2 separate regions of the Rattus norvegicus genome follow, and region 2 is linked to region 1. A link is a contact called in public Hi-C data. All regions are on one chromosome and are shown on one strand. The core of a region is the stretch at or near the end of the contact, and the rest is flanking DNA. Distances in the headings are between cores, read along the strand shown. Region 1 holds the start of Tlk1 (tousled-like kinase 1). Region 2 holds the start of Mettl8 (methyltransferase 8, tRNA N3-cytidine).

Region 1 (7,427 bases), core at 1,341-3,840:
TCTTACAAATGGCAATCATATCCTCGTTTTACTTACTATAGCATACTCTGAAAATTCTGTCACTACCCTTTGGCATTTTTTTTTTTGAAGGTGTGAGTGCAGACGATACGTGAAGTTCCATTTTTAAGCTAAGCCCGGTTTTCTGCTTAGCTCCTTATAACTGGAAGAGGCTTCTTTAGAGGGTGGTTAAGTTTTCTCTTCATCCTAAGCTACAAGAAGGCAAGATCAGAATATGTAATTGTCCTTCTCCACAGCAGCCACAAGCAAAATGTAACTGAAGCAACTCGCTTATGCATGTGCCATGCGCCTCTAGTCATCATTAAAAAGGGCAAAACAACAGGAAACTCAGACTGCAAAAAATGCTGTCAGGAAGGTGTCTGTAGTCCAGTCTAGCACTCGAAGCAATCCTCTTGCCTCAGCCAACCAAGTGATGGGATTAAAGGCTTGGGCCACCTTGCCTGTCTGCCTTGGGATTTATTTACAGTTTATGAGGAATTGAACTCTGAACTAAAGTCCTGGAAATGAGAGGAGTCTAACCTCTTTGCTATAGATGGGAAAGTTGAAATAAGGATTTTTTTAAATAGTTGTTGACATTAATGTCAGTTCTCGTAACTTCCTTCCTGCCCTGTGCTCTTTATGATATGACTTGCAAACTGAGCTTACTCTTAAAAGAAAGAGGGGGGGGGGTAGAGGGCTTGCCTAGCTCCTATGAAGCACTAGGCTTGATCTCCAGCATACAGAAGAGCAAGCAAACAGTATCCGTATATATCATATGAAGTCATACATAGGTACACAACCATGAGATGGACGATGTATATCCATCATCTAAAGGCTTGCACATGAGTGTTCATGGAACTAATATAGCAAAAGGGGGGGAATGCAAATGTCTATCAATAGTTTAAGGGACAAGGTGTGATATATTCATACAAGAGAATGCAACCATATGGCTATTAAAATAATTATGTCCAGGGAAACCATTTTATATCCAGAATAAACACTGGACGCTTCATCTAAAATTCAGGAAAATCCAAATTACTCTGTAGCATGGAAAGCAGAAGTGTGGTTCTGAGGGGGATGGAGGTAGAGCATGGAGGAACCTCAAAGGGGTAGGTGGACGGGAGCTGGGTGGGCAATAGATGTTTGCTACTGATTGTACAGGGGGCTTCAGAGCTGTGTACACCCTAGCGTGGGACCCAAAGCCACGCACTTTACAGTGAGCCCATTCATTGTCAATAACGTTCGTTGTTCAATGTGTGACAGTTCTTAGGTTTCAAAAGCAGAATGTGACTGAGAACAGAAGAATCTGAAGCACAGGGACACTCCAGTGACTTCTGGCATAGCTGACAACCAAGGCTCTAATGATAGTTTATCTGAAGAAAACATTACTATGAGAAATGCAAAGTCATAAAAATAAAAAATAGAAATGACATTTTTGTTCCCCTGGTAATCATGTCATTTCCTTATGCCGGCACAGTTGCTCTATAGCATAATCTTTTCAGTGTTCTATTCAATTTGGTTGTTTAAAGAGAGCAATAACCTTGCCGTATTTTTCCTGGACTACTAGACTGTTCTTTTATGAACAAGATGGCCAATCGCTGGTGTGTGTACGTGGGCGTGCAGAAAGCTACGCTCTATCTATAAATTTTAACAAATACTGTAATTTGTTTGGGAAATTCGACGTCAATACTCAACAGCGGCACCAGAAACTGGAAATTTCTAGAAACCATACCTTCAAGATGAACACTATAGTTTTTTTTGAAATGTGAATTCAGTAGTCAATATTTTCTATTTAGATTTTCCACTTCTGTGAAAACAAAGAACAGCTCTACTATACACATGGGCTACCCCACCGGTAGGATTTCTCAATTCCTTTGATAGATTGTTTTTAAGGAAAGTTTTATTTTCTTAGGGTTTTTTTTTTTTTTTCTTTTCTAAATTCCGTGACGACTCCTGTTCTGCAGACCTGTAAGTGCACACTGTTGTTGGTTTTTTTGTTTTTTTGTTTTTTTGGTTTTTTTTTTTTTTTTTTTTTCCTTTTTCCTTCTGAGGGGCAAGAGGCAACTCTCAACTTTTCAGTTCCATTTTGAGACTCCGGAGCCGGGCGAGAGCAGAGGCGTCTCGGGCAGGCTGGGTGTGGGGCGCGCTTCGGAGCAGGCGCGCCGCGGCGAGGGGGAGGCAGGTGGCAGCGGGGGCGCGCCTCCCTCCGGCCGGCCCCGCGCACGCGACTCGTCTCCCCGCGCCTCCCTGCGCGCTCGCGCCCTCCCCGCCCTCGCCCCGCCCGGGCAGGGCCCTCCCCCTCCCCCCTGCCGGCCCCGCGGCCGCCGCCGCCGCCGCCGCCGCTACCGGAGGCGCAGGAGCCTCGCGATAGTGTTTGCATTGGCGGCGCGTGACGCCGCCGCCGCCGCCGCCCGTAACTGATGCAGAGGTTACCCCGCCGCCTCAGCCGCTACCCACCGCCCGCCGCCGCCCGGGCGACGCCGGGGCCCGACGCACTGCAGAGGTGCCGGCAGGTTCCGCCCGCGGAAGTGGCCTCGGTCGGCGCGGTCCGCGCTCCGCCCGCGCTCCGGCCCCGGCCCCGCGGCCCCGGCCACTTGCCTCCCCTCAGCGCTGCCCTCCCCGCCTGCCCTCCGCCCGGCGCGCTCCCTCGGCGGCGCGGCGCTCCCCTCCCAGCCCTCGCGCCCGCGCTCGCCCTCAGCGCGGCCCCCGCCATGACGGAGGCGGGTGCCGGTGCCGCCGCCGTCGCAGGGGGGGAGTCGGGCTCCCAGAAAGTAGCTTGATGAGTGTCCAAAGTAGCAGTGGAAGTTTGGAGGGGCCGCCATCTTGGTCCCGGCTCTCCACGTCTCCAACCCCAGGCTCGGCGGCAGCGGCCAGGTCCCTGCTGAATCACACGCCGCCATCCGGGAGGCCCAGGGAAGGTAAGCGCCACCGCGCCCTCCCGCGGGCTCCCTCGGCCCGCGCGGACCCCGGGCTGGGGTGGGGGATGGCGGTTCGCGGGCGGGAGGCCTGCCCTTGCTCCCTGAGCCTCCCGGCCTTGGGGCTCGGATGGGATTGCCCTCGCGGTGCAGCCTTGGCGCGCGAGCCCCCTCCCCTAGTCCGCACTCCTCCCATAGAGGCGGTCCCCGCGCCGCAAGCCCGACCGCCGGGACCGGTAGGATGCCCCTCGCCCGCCGCCAGCGTGCTCCGGGCTGCCTCGGGTCCGATTCGGATCCCCAGCGCGGCCCCTAGAGCGATCCCAACGGCAGACCGACTCGTGGGCAAGGCAGCTCGTGCCACCCCTCCAGATGGTTGCAACTTTCCTTCCTTCGCCATCGACTCCTGCGTGTTTGTACGTTATGCTCGTGGGTGCAAGTAGGCTCGTGTTCCTCTCTGCCAGGGGTGGTGGGGTTTTATGGAAATTCTTGCTTGAAGGTTCCTGCAAAACACGCACCGAGATCGGTTACAATTGTTTTCTAAGTTTTCTGGCTCCTTGCATGCAAGTGTTCTGCCACCAGATGTAGCAGTCACACAGCCAGTAAGGCACCTAGTGCTTTTGACTAAAAAATGAACTTGCTGCATTTAACTTTAAGTATACTCCATAAAATGGAATGTGGGAGAATACTCGTTTACCAGGAAAGAATAAATTTGCATCGGATCTTTTCTAACTCGCTTTTGTCTGGAAAATGCGTAGCTTAATTCGTTAGCAATCGGTAAATGGGTTGTTCGCTCCCGGTTGTCTCGCACAAGGAGATTATCAGCACCTTTAAAAAGAGGAGAAGAAAACGTTTGGAAGTCCAGCAGTCTAGTAAATCTCGTAAAGAAATTTAGACCTTATATTTATGAGTCATTAGGATTATTGTAATTTGAAAATATGTCTATACTTATTATCCATAACCTTGATAATTGCTAATCAAATATTTCTTGCCCGGATCCAGTGGTTGAGACATAGCATTCTTTGTCATTTTGTTCCCGTGAGCATGTGTGAAAGTGACAATAGGCTCAAAGATTGACGTGAATATGCTCTAGAAAATTCATGGGAAGATTTGATTTATGGCATCCATTAAACATGCCGAATACATTGACAGACATTTTCCCCTTTCATCTCACCCTGACACTGATTTTTCATTAATGGAAGATAAGAGCTTATTTATTGAGTGACTTAAATTAATCCGAGTTTTCCTTCTGTGCTTGAAAATTTATGTTTGTGTACATGTATAAACTTGAAAATTTGTAAGGAAATTGTTTAAAGTGCGTTTTGTAAATAGGGCAGTTGGTGCTTGTAGCTGTTTCCACTTTGTAGTTTCATTAAGATGCCTAATGATAGTGTGAGTTTCGAAACACTATCTTGGTTTCTAGAGTCCTATACCTTTGAAAAAAATAATTCCTCATTGATTTCTCAAGTGTTTATTGAGCCATTACTATGAGCCAGGACCCGTATGTGATAATCTGCTGAGTGCATGTTGTTGGTTTAACAGTTGACTTCTGTTATCAGTCCTGAGAATTTGGCAGCCACCAAATTCAGATGGAGTTTCTAAGGAAGGTCAGCCCGTAGCTAATTTTACCATCCTAGGTGTGCTGTTCTGCACCCTCCCTGATGAGGAAAAATTCTGAGTGGTTTGAATAATTTAATTCAAACTTCCAAATAACCAGAAATCCTGCTCCCCTCCCTCAGCAGTTTTTTTTTTTTTTTTAAATTGGGTTTTGTTTTTTGTTGTTAGCCTAAAATAGTGAGTCCTAGTTAGTACTTGAAACCATGGGATATGCTCTTGTGAAAGTTACACTTGACACCAAATTTTCCTTCCTTTTCTGCTTTCCTGTAGAACCTTAAAGTGGGCCAGCGTGCTGTACTACAAGGCTACACCCCAGCCCTCATAATTACAAGGTCATTTCTTTTTTACTAACCATGCAAATTAAAACTCTTAACCAACTCCCAACCCCCATTCATTTTGAGGCTTGGCACCATGTTCTTAAATTTTACCATTGTCTACAGGAATTATCTATTGGAAGTCCCCAAGGATCAAGATGAAGATGTTTATCATTGAGTGGAGTCCCAGCTTTTGTTACAGGAGTTTAGTATCTTTTGCAGCTATATGTGTTAATATGCTGCATAAACTTAAGTTTAGGAACTTTCTGACTTCAAGGGAGGACTAGTGAGGACTAAGAAATGCTGATGGAAATTGATTGGCAGCATTGAGTGACTGTGTCAAGAAGAGTCTAAGCTTTGTTTCTTGAAAACCTGAACCAAATTAACTTGCAATCACAGAAAAATGTTTAGTTCCAAAGATGTTTAGGTACATGTATGTTTATGAACTCTTTTGTCAGTTAGTTATCTTTAAAATTTAAATTTCATGTATATGAGTGTTTTGTCTGCATTTATGCATATAGCCCATATGCATGCCTCGTGCCCAGGAGCTCAGAAGAGGGTTTTGGATCCCCTGGAACAGGTCTTAGAGAGGGTTGTAAGTTGCGGTGTGAGTGCTCTGTAAGAGCAGCAAGGATGTGCACAGCCACGTCTTGAGCCCTCCGTGAACTTCTTTTAAGTGAATTAAACATTGAAAGAGGTTAAAGATACGCCATACATGTCTGTAAAAGTTATCTTGAAGATTAAAGGTGTGAGATAACCTTCAGTATTTTTAAGAGGCATGTAGATAGATTGTTTTCTTTGCTCTGAGTCCAGATTTTTTCTTGTTTTGTTTATTAATTTGGAGGATTGCTCATACGTGCTCAGCAGGGTTTCTGCTGGATCTTTTGAACCTGTAATCTCCAACCCATTTTGTCGCCTATAATACTGTTATTAAGAGGTGGAGAGTTAGGCAGTTTAAGATTTCAGTTGGGCCTTAATCCCAGCCTTAATCCCAGCACTCTGGCGGTGAGGCTGAGCTGTTAGTCTACATAGTGAGTTCCAGGACAGCCAGGGCTACACAGAGAGATCCTGTCTCAAAGGACTACAACAAAAGAAAAGTGGGTGGAGGGGCAATTTCAAGGAAAGATCTGTTAAAATCTAGTAACCTAGATGGCTAAATAAACAGACTTCAGTTTTATACTTTGTTTTTTGCATGTTAACATATGGTTACTTTTTGAATTCATTATTGCTAAAAATCAAATGATTGTTCAAAATATTCTTTTCTCCTCAGTCTTGCTAGTTATAACTACTTTTTTGTGAATAATGAAAGTATTAGTGATGGACAGTATCACAGAGCAGCTAAGTTGCTGGTTTCAGACAAATTTCTGTGTTTGAAGACTGTGGTCCTTAGAAAAATAAGTGTTATTCTTCTAGGGAGATGTTAATAAGATGTGGGCTTGCAATTCCTTGAAATCACTAGCTAGAGGAGGACAGGGTGTGTATCTTTTAGGGTCTAACTTAAGAATCAGTATACATTAGAGCAAGAGAAAAGAAAACCTAGCCTAGAGGTCTGGAAATCTGAGAGATGCTATGCTTTTATAAACTTTTTGGTCTTAGCATTCCTTTATTTAACATTACTAAGGATCTCCAAAAGATCATTTTTATGTGAGTTATTTATTAATGCTTGCCGTATTAAAACTGAGAATTTCAAAAGTTTTAATTAATTTTAAATATAATAAGCTAGTTACATGTTAAGTGAAATTTTGTAAAAAAAATTACATTCTAAAATTGAAAAATTGAAAAAAAATAGCATAGTTAGTGGTATTTTATAGTTTTACATATGATTTCTTTTTGGCTTACTGGAAGAACAGCTGGAATTTGCTCCTGCTTTGTATCTGTTGTGATACGTTGTGATTGAGATGTATGAAGTACTTAGCCTTTTCAGAATGACTGTTCCCTGATAAGACACCAAAAACTACAAGTGGCAGAATTTTTTAAAAGGTTACTGGCAATGTGGACTACTTTATACTCTAAAACTACTCCCTAGAAAGTCACTGGGCCATATATTCAGCCTAGTGAAAGCTGAAGAATGGAAGACACATGGGAGACATATATTTCAGAAACATTAATGGAAAGTAGATTCATTCTCCTAGTCTAGAAAGAGCAGAGCTAGTTCAGCAAGGTGAAAAAAGCTAGTGCAAATTTTGAACAAGAACGGAAGAACTATGTAGCTGCTAAACCGCCGAGCTTGTCCAACAGTGGGAAGAAGCATTTAACTCTGAAGAATGCAGTGCAGACTACAGAGACATTTTCGTGGGGGAATTTAGACTCTTAGATTGGGTGCTCTTGGATTTAACATGATATGGTTCCATCTACTTTAAAAATATAAACATTCTGGCATCTTTTCTTTAAGAATCCCTAATTATAGTTAAACTGTACTCATATACTCTGAATGTTTCAGATGGTCTCAAGTCAGTAATATGATACTACTGTTGGTTTTATTATTATTCTGCATTTTGTTGTGATTTTCCTCTGAGGATTTTCTGGAGTCAACAGGATCAGTCTTGTTGAAATGTTGCTAAGTTCCCTGTAAAGTATAATAAGCTTG
Region 2 (7,427 bases), core at 3,517-6,016, 240 kb before region 1:
GAAGGGGAGGGGGGAGGGGGATGTTTGCCCGGAAACCGGGAAAGGGAATAACACTCGAAATGTATATAAGAAATACTCAAGTTAATAAAAAAAAAAAAAAAAAAAAAAAAAAAAAAAAAAAAAAAAAAAAGAAAAGGGGTGTGAGGGGTTGGGGATTTAGCTCAGTGGTAGAGCGCTTGCCTAGGAAGCGCAAGGCCCTGGATTCGGTCCCCAGCTCCAGAAAAAAAAAAAAAAAGGGGGTGTGTGTGAGAGTGTGTGTGTGTGTGTGTGTGTGTTGGGGGAGTTTTAAAAACCAATGCTCTATAAAGAAATCTCACCACTGGGCATTCCCATAATAAAGCATCCTCAATTTTTTCTGATTTGGAACATTTTGGCATTTCATAAAGTTTTCTTGGCTCTGATGCAACACTGGGGGAAAAAGAAAAAAAAAGGCATTATTATTATTATTATTACTTTTAAACCGAGGTGGTCTTTGCTCAGATTTGAGACATTTCTTTTACATGTTTATAGTCCCAAATTCCAACTTTCTATTGTTTTCCTAAGCTGCCCTTTTTTTTTTAAATCACAAATTCATGATACACAAACACAAGAAAAAAATGTAAAAAAAAAAAATCAAAAGAGATGGTTGGGCAGTTAGGAGCACTTGCTACTCTTCAGGAACTCAGGTTTGGTTCCTACGAGGCTCTGTAATTCCAGTTTGAGGGCATCCAATGGCTAGGGACCTTTTCTCACACATGTATATAAGCACAGATGCACACACATAAGTAAAATTAATAAAAATGATAACCACTTAAAACAAACACACATTTGGTTCATCTTCCAGATTTTCCTTATGTAAATAAAGTTACCTGGAAATTGCTTTATTAAATACTATTAAACTGAATTCTTAATTAAATCCTTAAACATTTACTGTAAATGTCTGTTGAATTCACTGAGTTTATTCTGTTGCTCTCAAGGATAATATATAGATTAAAAAAGGGTCCCATTATGTGTTGGCTAGTTTTATGTCAACTTCACACACACTAGGCTAACCAGAGAAGAGGGAACCTCAAGTAAGAAAATGTCTGTAAAGATCATACTGTAGGAAAGCCTGTAGGCATTTTCTTAATTAGTGACTCTGAGGGTACCATTGTGGGTGTTGCCATCCCTAGGTTGCTGGTCCTGAGTTCTACATGGAGCAGGTTGAGCAAGCCAGAGGGAGCAAGTCAGTAAGCAGCATTCTTCTATATCATGTTTGAGTTCCTGTCCTGATTTTCTTCAGGGATGAATAGTGATGTGGAAGCATAAGTCAAAAAAAAACCCTTTTCTCCACAGGTTTACTTGATCATGGTATTTCCTAACAGCAATAGTAACTCTGACTAAGACATATTGTTTTGAATGAACATTTGTGAATACAAAAAGAAACACTCTTTATGTCTACTTTATTCCTTCCATAAATATTAAATGTGTCTATTTCTACTATCATTGAACATCATATGTTCCAGCAACTTCAAGCTAGCTTGGGAAACATTTCAGGTGCTCTGTCAGCCCTGCCCCAGAACTACACTCATGCCCTCTTTACCTAAAAAGTGAAAACTGTATCCTTGATGCTTACTTTTGAAACAATCTTGCTATGGGTGCCCTGGCTGTCCCCAAGCAATCCTCCTTGCCTCAGTTTCCCTGGGCTGAGGCCACGGCCACTTACTACACCCCCAGCTAGTCTCTACTCTGACAACTACTGAGATGCAGTCATAGATCTCTTCTTTTCTTTTTAACTGATGAACTTTAAAGTTCAACTACTGAGAAGAGAAACAATTTCCAGGATGACATTTTATTCACCTCTGATATTCTCTCAGGAACTCAAAGGTTTAAATCAAAGTGAATGTCACGGGAGTGAAAGCAATCTCCTGCGATTCTACCTGTGGGTGCAACCCTCCTCAACAGCCTGGTGAAGAACGCCTGTATCATTTATCACTGAGACATTAATCAAAGCATTTTCTCTGACTGAACTTTTTAAAATCAAAACAACTGTCTCTGACTCGGGAAAGCAATGCACTGGGTATTAAATGGTGACAAAGAGTCACTGTTACCACTGCAAGGCAGATGCTTGGCATCAGGAACATAAGAGAGAACGTCCAGGTTGCCACTGCTAGAATTGGAGGCTTATAGACACTGCCTTCTGGGAAACTGATGGAATGATTAAAGGATAACCACTTAAAGCCTTTGGTTGTTGTCATAAAAGCAAACGAAGAAGTGTTTATTCCAGAAAACCTCCTGGAATTCAGTAAGAACAGTGGAAGTCCATGGTGCTTGAACCAGTCGTGGCTGCCATCTTTCTTCTAGCTCAACAAGATGGTACCACAGCTCTAAACTGTTATGAGAGAGTTCTAGGATCCTTCCCCCACAGCTCTGACTCGGAAGGCAAGCTCCAGAAAATGGGAAGGGTGACCTCATTTTCATCTAGCTCCAGCCATGTGTTTGTTGGGGCTGAGTCCTACGTTAGTACATTTGAAAGTCGGGGCTCCCATGGAGGCTCTACCTTGGGTATGACTACACTTCTCTTTGTAAGGTCCAGATTGGCCATATCTTTCTTCCCTGGCCTGAGTATTCCCTCCACCTGAACTGCTCAGCTTTTACTATTAGGGGAGTCCCTGCATCAACACCTGTGACCAATTCCATGGAGTTGGCTTGAAGAAGCAGGTCACGAAACAGCCCCTATAGTTCTTTCCAATAAAATTGACTTTATCTGCAACAGAGGCAGAGACAGAGACAGAGAATCTCAAGTATGTGTGCACTCTGTAAATCATTGAAGTTATAGCCAAGGGCAAATGGAGGGACTTGGGTAGATTCACTGGCACTAAAGGCTAAGTCGTAGATTGGGCAATTTGCCAAAGTACAAAAAATAGATATCAACTGGAGTCAAGGCAAACCTCAAAAATCACCAGTCTCTGACTTCTAGTTTCTGATCCAACAAGAAAAGAACTTAGATGTTATTTATCACTTCTGAGATAGCTTCAGCTGGTGCCCTGCCAGAATGAGGACCCGAGTTTAGAGTCCCTACCCCTAATGATTCCTGCTACTTGTAATTCCAGACCTGTGGAGGTGGGGACAGGCAAATTCACAGGGCTTGCTGGCCAGGCCATCTACTGGCATCCTAACTTCCCGGTCCAGTGAAAGGAGAACCTATCCCAACAAGGTGGTTGGCTCTTGAGGAATACTCCTGAAGGTTGACATACAGAAAAATGCCCTTAATTCCTACAGATGCAAAGGGAAAGATAAAGGGAGGCAATTCCATAATTTCTTAATCTAGGTAACGGGCATGGAAGCATCAATTCACTGTGACGTTCTGTTCGGCCTGACCTTGAATGGCTGGAGGCTGACTTAATAACTATTTATCTGCAGATACTATACTTTGGTCTGATTTTTTTTTCTCTTGGAAAAAAAAAATAAGTACTTCTAAAACAAAATACCCATCTCCTAAGCAGCATCTAATTATATCACAACCCCTTTTCTCGACTCTGATCTTTATACGGTATAAAACAGCAAATAGTGCTGAGAAACGTATTATTTCCCCTGTGCTATAATTTTGTGTGAAATAAGTATTTACAGAGACGAAACCGGTAACTTTAGACTTAATGAGTTTTTAAAATCACATGCATGTCCACCTAGTTTTATTATGGACTCATTTTTTTTTTTCATCTTCCTATTTCACTAAGCACTAAAGAAGCCACGTGGTTCTATAAAAACTACAGGTCAGGTGAATTACGGCAAAAAAAAAAAAATCATCACTAAGAATTTACCTGCTGACACAGCACCGGTAATTGTCAAAATATATTCTTCCTCTCTCATAGGCTATAGGTGACTTGGAATGAGTTGTCCAAACATTCTTAAATTTAGTACTCTCCTGAAAGATACAAAGAATTTCAGTTTAGGAAAGAACTCAGCCCCCTGCTATGGAACCATTTTAGGTGGGTAGTTTAAATCTACAGTTTTTAAGTACATTGGTTTTTTTCTTCTCCCTCCCATAGGTGTTGGTAACCTATGTTTTGAATAGATGGTTTGCAAGAAGGCAAAAGAAGCTTTTTAAAACTAGAGCCAGGCGGCGAACCTATGAGTAGTACCTATTTTCTAACACCCTAATTGCAGGATACGGATGCCCCTCCCCATGTATGACCCTCAAAGGGGAATCAGAGCGCGAAAAAACCGCTGCCCGGCAGGAGGTTGGACCCCGGGCACCCCGACTACGGCGGGCGTCACCTGGCACACCAGCGCCCGCAGGATGCCCAGGTTCGTCCTCTGCACCACGCCCGCGTCGCGTGTGTAGAAGCCCAGAGCACGGCGACTCAGCCTGGGGCACACATTGGCCTTCCGGGTCCGGCCCATGGAGGCTCGGGGTCCGCAGGGCCCTGGAGGGGCGCGCCCCTCACTTCCGCCAGGGGTGGCAGCCGCCACACCTGCGAGTCTCAAGGGAAGGCTGACGCCGGAGCACCGCACTGGGCACTCGGGACAGAGACCAAGAGGTAGCACCACAAGGGTTTGGAGCAAAGGAACAGAACCAACGGCGCCTTCCGGGCCCTTCCTTCTGCTCACGGGATTGCCGCTGCAACACGCAGTCCGCCGTAGCCACTCCCTCTCCCGGAAATGTAGTTCCCACGGTCTTTTTCCCCGCCCCCTGGCTTTTTCAGAACTACAATTTCCGTCAGGCAGAGCGAGGACTGGTTCGGGCCCCGCCCCGCCCCCAGTCCGCCTCTCCGGGCCCTTATTAGGCTGCGCTGTAGAGCTGCGCAGTGGGTAAGGTAGTCTTCCGGGCTGTACGCGGCTAAGTTGGAGAGACTTGGGGGCGCTGTGCAGCCGCTTGGTGGTGTAGCTTCTCCCGTGTGTCCTGCACCAAAGAAGCAGTCCCTTTCTGCCCTGGTGGTGGGACGCTTGCCAACCCCACCTTTACTCTACAAGGCTCTGGCCACGTGTCCAGAGGGGCGTTGTGTCCAGTGGGACCCTCCAAAGGTATGCCCCGTGGCTTTCCCTCATCAGCCTCACATGGGACGTAGTGGATGAGGTTGACTTACACATTTAGTTGTATAAACACTATGCTTGTGTGTTGTAATTAGTGGTGAAAGACGCTGGTTTTCCCACCAAAGTAGGATTGAATTTCTTTTTCCCAGAGGCCCGCCCTTGTGTGGCCAGCGGGGGACGCTGACTGGTTTTGTGGTAATTGCTGTTTTCTTCCTCCTTGCTTCCATTTTTTTCCCCCTTATAGGGAATAAAATATGAAATGTTTGCATTCTTATTGGATTGCCTAAGATAATCCAGGTTGACTTCTTTAAGTAAAAAATGACATTCTCTGTTAACTAGCTCAGCCTGCGTGTTCACGATTGCCAACATACTAAAAATTTCCGTAACCATATACCAAATGCCACCGGTTACCTCATTTAAAACCCCTTTAGTGTGGTGTCTGCAGCTCCCACATAGACTTGGCATGCCTCTCTGTGATCTTAAGTGCTTAAAGAACAAGTCAGTCATCACACCAGCTTTCTGATGGCCAGAGAAGTACAAGACCAGATGAGTTGCTGGGTCAGAATTTAACCGTTTAGTATAGTTTCGTTGCTTTAAAGGGAAAACTCTTATTACCCTTGATGCATTTCCTTCGGGATCTGGCTTTTTTGTTTGTTTGTTGGTTGGTTGTTTTGTTGGAGTTTTTTTCCCTAATATTTCATGACCTGCTCATAGCATAGGGTGGAGTGAGTGCTTTGCATATTTTTAGAAAGCTCTACAATCGTTAATTTGGTCATTCATGAATGCAGCTGTCACGGAAACGCTGGAACCCAGAAAAATATAGCTGGATTTTCTTTGGCTGAAGCGAAATGCAAATCATTGCTGAATTGCACTCATCATTTCTTTCTTGTCTTTCTGTGCTCTCCTACCATGGCTGAGCTTTGGTTTCTGGACTTATTTTTCACATGACTTCTAAAAGGCCACTATACTTGAATATTAAACCAAAAACAATAGCAAGGAGTGGGCCTGTTGTGATCGTACCCTCTGCTCATTCATCACTTCCACATGTTAAGTCCCAGCAGTGAGTTATTCAACAGCTGGACACAGACCACCCCTCAGACACGGTGGCCATCCCCCTCATCTGCTGCTCCACTGTAATTGTGCCCTCTTTCTTGGTTTGGATCAAAGCACCTCAGGTTTCTACCAGATCTAAATGCTTATCCTCCTGGAACTCTGAAAGCTTGAGAAGTCTGTTCACATGCTTCTCCTTTACTTACACTCTTAGCTGGGTGGTACTTCAAGGCCAGTTGCCTCTCAGTGTTTTTCAGGTTTTCCTGAGTGGCATCAAGCTTGGTCCCTAAGTCATCATAGTAAGTGGTTTCTTTCATCATGTTTGACAGCCAGTGAGCCGGGTGGTGCTGTGGGGGAGCAAGAAGGGACTGCACAATGTGCACAGCTTAGGCAGTCCCCATTCTTTCTTACCTAGCATTCTGTTTTTTGTTTTTGTTTTTTTCTTTTTTCGGAGCTGGGGACCGAACCCAGGGCCTTGCACTTGCTAGGCAAGTGCTCTACCACTGAGCTAAATCCCCAACCCCTTACCTAGCATTCTGGAACATACCCTTCCTGTGGAATTTATCTTACCACTGAGGTCCCCAAGGAGAGTCATTAGATTGTCTTTGCTTCTCCCACAACCAAGTACTTTTGATTCTATTTCTGTCCAGTCCTTTCATCTCAGTAGTCTCATGCCTTCCCATTTCTAGCACGTTATTAATTAGCCTTCTGATTGTTCTTTTCTGCCTACACTTGGAGACTCTCCCAACCTGCCACAGTTTTTGGAGAGCGATTTCACTAATGCGCAAAGCTGTCACATCATTCTTAGTGGCAACCTATTGCAGAACATCTCAAACCGGAATCTGACCTAGAGTCTTTCATTGTTAACGTATTTTTAGTATGTTAAATATATGCAAATATAAAGCCATATGTAAAGTCCTATGCAGCTCTTATAATAATCAGGCATTTGTAGATTAAATGAAGCGGAACTATATGACCAGTAAATTCAAGTGAACACTTATTCTTTGTGAACATTGATACTGTTTTGCTGGACTTTAAAAGTTCAGAAAGCAAATCTGTCCTCTCAGTCTTGGCTCACTTCTCTTACATTGAGACCTATATATATTTTTCTAGTGTTGCAGATTACTCAGTGTTCCCAGTCTTCATTTAATCCATGATGAGACTTTCCCTTGCTCCGGGTGCCTTGACTTTCCTTGCTCTTCACTGGGCAGCATCATTTACATGCAATAAGTGTCCTAGTTACTTTTCTATTGCTGTAATGAAACACCAAGACCAAAAGCAACTTGGGTCAGAAAGGGTTTATTTAGCTTATATACCCTGAATCACTTGTTCATTGACACCAAGGCAAGAACTCAAACCTTGACAGGAGCTGATGTAGAAGCCAT

What was found. A called contact is a pair of places that touch in the nucleus more often than the background predicts.
Region 2: a contact with region 1 is called in a Hi-C map of Schwann cells, with 4 times the contacts expected there. The contact joins the promoter of Mettl8 here to the promoter of Tlk1 in region 1. A contact is called at or near these places in 7 of 12 Hi-C or Micro-C datasets (the A7r5 cell line, Schwann cells, frontal cortex and 4 more) and 1 of 1 datasets of contacts at active chromatin or transcription factors (oligodendrocytes).

Annotation. Positions count from the first base shown.
Region 1 is chr3:76,030,222-76,037,648 of GRCr8, reverse strand. It overlaps Tlk1 (tousled-like kinase 1), which reads left to right and starts at 2,590. Exons shown (of 20, transcript NM_001395018.1): 1 at 2,590-2,915. The coding sequence starts at 2,777.
Region 2 is chr3:76,268,702-76,276,128 of GRCr8, reverse strand. Mettl8 (methyltransferase 8, tRNA N3-cytidine) reads left to right here and starts at 4,766. Exons shown (of 10, transcript NM_001399513.1): 1 at 4,766-4,983. It overlaps Dcaf17 (DDB1 and CUL4 associated factor 17), which reads right to left and starts at 4,575. Exons shown (of 14, transcript NM_001398928.1): 1 at 4,237-4,575; 2 at 3,780-3,883; 3 at 318-408. The coding sequence starts at 4,362.